Linked DNA regions of Anser cygnoides: region 1 is linked to region 2. A link is a contact called in public Hi-C data. All regions are on one chromosome and are shown on one strand. The core of a region is the stretch at or near the end of the contact, and the rest is flanking DNA. Distances in the headings are between cores, read along the strand shown.

Region 1 (2,929 bases), core at 106-2,605, 410 kb after region 2:
ATGTGAAGTGTGGTCCTTTGCTGTAAAGGCCTGTAAAGTGTCAGTTCTCACATGTCTTTAGGCTGGAATTGGTTGAAGGGGCAGTTACAACGAACAGCCATGGAGCACACAAGAATTTGCTCTAGAACAGGCTTTGAGATCACTAAGGGCAGAACAACCTTTTTCTCTGTCTTCCCAGAAAGAGCTAACAGCAACTTCTAAGGCAAAGCTGTTGAGCACTGCAACCAAACTGCCTGGCTGTGCATCTAGGTAGAGGCAACAGACAGAAAAAGAGAAGGAAAGAAGTGTTCCACCTCCTTTTCTTTAACAGATTTACACTCGATCAGTTCCTGGTCACTCTAACTGGTTTAAGTGTCCACACAAGTGACCTACTGCCATATGAGGAAGGATTCAAAAATCAGCTAATTGAATCAGTGCTGTCATCACACAAGCCACAGCCTGCAGCAGCAGTCGACATTTGGGCAGCAACTAGGGAATCCGCTGCTACAGCTCCCGCCTTGCTTCTAGTGGGAGTCTTTGTTTCAGGGCTGGGGGCATGGGTGGGAACTGGAAGAAGGGAAGGGAAGGAAAGCAAGCAGGCTTGGATGTCTCTAGCAGCGCACTGCAGTCCTGCCCAACAGACAGATGCAGCCTGCTCTTCCAGTCTCAGGTTGCTTCTGAGCAGAGCGTGCCACTCACGCCAGGTTGTGCAATAGCAGTTTAGGATGTGTACAAATACTGGCAGTGGGAGAGATGTCAATTCTTGGTGTAAACTCTGACCTAGCCTGGCTTCAAGCCACTGATCGCAGTGGATAGGTCTATATGTGCCAGAGCTTGTCACACGCTCCCTGTGCACTCTACCCTTCCTGACAAGGTCCGTCAGGCTCCTCCTGTGCTTTACTTCATATGTGTACACAGAACGCTGTTTATGAGCACTCTTGTCCTCTTTCTTTCCTTTGAAGGCAGCAAAGGTGAGGGGGATCTCCGTTATTTCAGAGAGCATTTAGGTTAATCTCCTGAACTCCTAACAAGATGGATATTTTCCAAGCCTCTTGAACACTGTGAACACTTTCTGCAGAGACATATTAATTTCCCTTGATTGAGTCCAAGTGCCTACCTACTCTCATTACACTTTTGCCCTGCACGGTACTGTTCTTCAAACTACTGCAGTACAGAAGGCCTCTGATCAAAAAGTCCTGATCAGTTCCTGATCCATAGCACAACTGCAATACAAGTAAAACAACAGTTTTCAGAAGGATCACCCTTCTGTCAGCATCAGCCCAATAGTGACTGATGCGTGGTCTGTGGGGCACATCTTCCCAGCAACATGGCCCTTTCACACCCTAGGAACCAGTGAGACAACATTCTTGAGCAACAAAGGGAAGCATGACACAGTGGCACATAAAATGAACTTGTTAAACTTCTCCCCTGCCATCTTCTTTCTGCTGGGCTCTGATTTAGCCTTATCTCCAATGCCAGTACCTTGCTTTTACCTTCATCCATATTTTCTTAATTCAATGTTACAGTTTCAGTTTGTTTTGCGTGAGGCACAGTTAAAAAAGATTACAGAATAGAAAGACCCGCTTTGTTTTGATGCCAAAGGTCATTTTTTTTCATTTCTTTTTTTCCCTTTCTCTTTTGAATTTTTTTAGTCTAAACAAGAGATGACATACCTTTTGAAAAGCAGCTTTCCTGTGGTTGCTTGTGCCCTGAAAATGCATGCACCTGGAAATTTCAGTGCTTGAGAGAAGCTGTAGAAGATCAGTCCGTAAATGTTCTTGCTGCACTTGGGGAGCTAGAAGATGGTCCGGATTCCATGCTTCAGTCTTCCCTAGAAATGACAACAGAGAAAGCGTCAACACTGAAATGTAAGAGCAGACTAAAAGGCCAGGCTTCTTCTTCTTTAACAACGTATCTGAAAGAGTCTTCCTCCACCTCTCAGTAGAGTTGACTCTACTGAGACATTCAGAAAGGTGATGCTTTGACAACCTCACCTCAAATTATGCAGTGTACTAGCATAGGTAAGAGATCTTTTAATACTGCAGTGATGTTACCTGGCCAGCAGCACAAGGCAAAGTTTCTCCAAGTCTTCTTAACAAATAGACCTAGTCCTAAATGCTTCTTCAGTGGCTTCTTCCACCTGCCTCATTAAGCTTGGAGAAATGACAGAATTAAAGTGCATTTTTTTAATATGAAGCAAAGCCTGACCCTGTCTGCTGCTGGAGAGCACTAAGTTCTTCAGACAGCATAGGAGTGCTTGAAGGAAGGATCTGCAAACATATACGAAAAGATTTGCAAGCAATCTCTGAAGTCTGTTACAAAAGCCAGAAAAGTTTAAGCTGTGCTGCCCTACAAAGGGCAGAACTCTGTTTTGGGCAGAACTCGGTAAAATCCCATCTAAACCAGGACTGTCTGTGTCACTTATGCTGATGGAATTGAACATGTATGAACCATGGAGTGAGAGAAAAAATTTCAGAAAGGGTCTTTTACATCTACATGCCTTTGATCAGTCACTTAGTCTTCTGTACCTTGGTACCTGCTATAGCCAAAGCACTCCCCAAGGCAGTCGAGGGGCTGGCTGGTTTCAAAGTGTGCAAAGCAATAACAAAAGTTAGCAAATCTATGTCAGGTTGCTCTACGCCTTATCCAATCAAGATCAGAAAATCTCCAAGGATGGAGCTTTCACAGCCTTGCTGGGTGACCTGTTATAGTGCTTAATCCACTCTTACTGCAAAAGCTTTTTCCTTATATCCAATTTGATGGGTAATTCAGTGGGCTGAGAGGTTTGTCTAAAATACCAGCCTTATGTTTTCCTCCCTAACTTGACATGTGGGGGCTCCAGACCATGAGGAAAGTCCCACAGTGCCCCCAATACAGAGGGAGCCTGCAGTGTAATTATGTGTGGGTGCACAGGCTGCAAGGCCCCAGGGTCTGGAGATGAGGACAGACA
Region 2 (2,933 bases), core at 38-2,537:
CGTTGGGATTGGCAGCATCGCTTGCTTTCCTAAGGACAGTACAGAATCCTGCCTCAGCAGAAGATTAGCATGAGTTTTGGATAAATTAAAATAAATGCCTTCTACTTGATTTTTAGCAGACTTCTGTAAAAACATTTGCAAAAATGCTGTTGTCTGTCTGCTGCATAAAGTCGTGTATTTATGTGTACACAGATTTGGACAACTACTTAATCAGCTTGTATGTGCCTATGTGACGTAAAGGCACTTGCATAACTGTGAGAATAAAAATATGACAGTCCATGTAGGACGGTTTCATGTGTATGTCAGTTAAATATTTCAGTTACAAAATACTGCTTGGCCCTTAAAATATCATGTTCAGCTTAAAACTGCTGTCATTCTGCACTGTTACTTACAGAGGAAACCCATGCAAAGTTTGCAGCTGCAACAGCTCTGCAGAAAGGGCCAAGCTGTATAGAACAGAGTTTTCTTCCCTAGTCTATCACTCATTTCAGCCTGCCTTGAGTCTGGGAGTTTGGTCTATAGCAGCCCTTTGACAGGCTCAGGCTTCTCCCTGTCAACTGCTGTTAACTGACAACAAAACCCCAGTATGTGACCTGGCCACGTAGCGTTTCCATGGGGTTATAATCTTTGCTCAAGAGGGGCTGGGAATAGCAGCAGTGACTGCATCAGGCAATGCTCAAGAAACAGAGAAGGATCTCACAAACCTGCCCAGCTGCTTTACACCTAACTGCCCATAAATTCTTTTGCTGCCACAAATGCAGGTGAGAAGTGGCTCAAACTTTCATAGTGACTGTGGTTTTTTTTTATTATTATTATTATTATTATTTCAAAAAAAAAGGGAGCTGTTAAATGTTCATCTCTGACCTGGAGATCTTGCTAGGTCTTGAGCACGTTCCTCGAAGCGTTCAAAGCCCGACCGAACCATCCCCACAGACTGACACACTCTCCCTCTGTTTGGGTGAACCAAAAGCCCCGAGCCCCAGCCCCCCTGCAGTCCCATGCCAGCCCAGAGCTTGCACTGCTTTCTGATTTATAAGGGGTGAGCTGGCTGCAGCGTAGCTATTGCTGGGAGAGGAAAGGCAGCCAGCTGCCCTCGTCCCACTGAACAGTAAATAGTCCCTGAGAGTTGTTTTCATTTTGGCTCCAGGAAGCGCAGTGTGGAAGATGACGGGCCCTCAACAAGCACAGCTGCGAAGAAAGAGAAAAAGAGCACAGGCTTCGGGGACTTCAGCTCCTGGTAGCAGCGTGGGGAGCCTAGCACTGGGGCAGCACAGCAAAAAAGAAGAGGCGGCCTCCCACGTGTCCCTGAAGAGCCCGAAAGACAATCTGTCCTGGGGAGGGAAGGCACCAGCCTGCCCTTCCACTGGGGAAGAAAACTGTTGCTTTGTTAAGGGTGGTTAATGTGGCTTTGTCTTCTGCAGAGCTGCATTCCCCCAACTGCATCTTCCTCGAAGGCCTTTTTGTTGTTGTTTTGCTAAGTGGGGAGCAGGCAGCCCAGCTCCGCTGGGATTAGCTGGAGCCTTTCTCTGCTTGGCTGGCAGCAGACCAGGCAGAGCCCAGCCTTGCAGGACACTGCTTCAGTGAACAGCTACATTGGTGAAAGAGCTCCTTTTACAGGTAATCATTTCCAGACAAGCCGAGTCTGCCAAATGAACGAATGAATTAATGTGCTGGGGAAGCGCCTGTGCTGCTGTAGTGCCTTGTGGAGGGGAGGAGAGGGCTCCAGCCTGTCCTGCCCTTCCCTTCAAGCTGCATTTTGCTTGTTCTCAACAAGGACCAATTCTGTCTTTTGCTCTTACCTCCTGGGTGGACTGACTGCTGCCGATCTCCGTAGGGCCTTGCTCGCTCCAGATTGAGCTCTGTCTGCACCCGTGTAACAGCCTGGGAAGCAGCGAGACTGGACAGGGAGCCTGGTGTAACTGCACTACTTGTCCCTCTCAGTAGCTGGCCTTGCTGGAACCACTGGGGAGCCAGAGGGGCCTGGATGCCCCAGTTCAAACCTGCCCTCTGGTTCCAGAAATGTCAGCATGGAGCAATTGAGTGGGAACAGAAACAAGATTGCAGCATTTGTTTTATTAACCATCCCCAAAGCCTGCTCCTTGCAGGGGAACACATTTTTTTCTGCTCCAATATCAGTCCTCTCATTGTTAGGGAAAACCACGTAGTGTAGCTCACAGGCATCTCAGATATGTTCCTTGCACAGCCACAGATTATTAGGATGCTTAAAATAAAAAAGGCCTTATGGGGTACAGAGATATCAGCCTGGGAAATTTTATTCAAAAACAATGTTTGTTACCATCAGTTAGAGGTAGTATACTAGATACTGAACATTACTTCTCAGCTCATCTTAGGTGTTTTCAGATGACAGAAATACCCCTACCTATATCTGGCTGAGGAGATAGTTTTGTAATTACCTCTTTAACCAATAACGTTTATATCAGTAGCTCTATGTTTTAAGAGAAGTCTCCATTTATATGAAATCACTGTAAAAATTTTTGGTAAAAGGTTTTGCATTAAATGCTTTATTTTCTTTTGAATGCTTGTGTCTGACTGTTCAACTGTGATTTCCAAGACCATGGCATTGCCGAGTTGATTGTTTTATAAGGAAATGATTCATTTCTACTTTTTAAGATGCTTGTAAAGAACTCTGGGATCTTTGCGGATATGATTACATCTTTGTTAAATCATAGGAAGTTCAACCTCATTTGAAAGAATAATAGTTTTTTTTTTGTTTTGTTTTGCAACGTTTTGCAAGGTATAAGTTGGAAGTAACGCATGATTCCTGGAAAGGGATGTGATGGTACTTTCCTCAAGCTGAGTTTCTTCTGTCTTATTGGAACTTCATGCTTCTCCTGTACTGGCCTTTTCCTGGTAAATTCCTGGTAAATCCCTTTTACCTAATTCCTGCTTCAGCACATTTTGAAGTTGCAAAG

The links. Hi-C and Micro-C count contacts between places; a contact is called where the count stands out from the background.
Region 1: a contact with region 2 is called in a Hi-C map of liver, with 17 times the contacts expected there. The contact joins two enhancer-like sites. A contact is called at or near these places in 2 of 7 Hi-C or Micro-C datasets (both in liver).

The regions. Positions count from the first base shown.
Region 1 is chr17:9,573,461-9,576,389 of Taihu_goose_T2T_genome, forward strand. No RefSeq gene overlaps it. Among named protein-coding and RNA genes, the nearest start is that of HIC2, 66 kb to the left of the region's middle. Within about 2 kb of position 1,356, at least 2 of the 3 cell types and tissues checked have open chromatin away from gene starts, as enhancers often do. A contact at or near this core is called in liver, where this site is marked.
Region 2 is chr17:9,162,619-9,165,551 of Taihu_goose_T2T_genome, forward strand. It overlaps PPIL2 (peptidylprolyl isomerase like 2), which reads left to right. Exons shown (of 20, transcript XM_048063659.2): 20 at 1,148-2,537. The coding sequence ends at 1,241. Among named protein-coding and RNA genes, the nearest start is that of YPEL1, 39 kb to the right of the region's middle. Within about 2 kb of position 1,288, at least 1 of the 3 cell types and tissues checked has open chromatin away from gene starts, as enhancers often do. A contact at or near this core is called in liver, where this site is marked.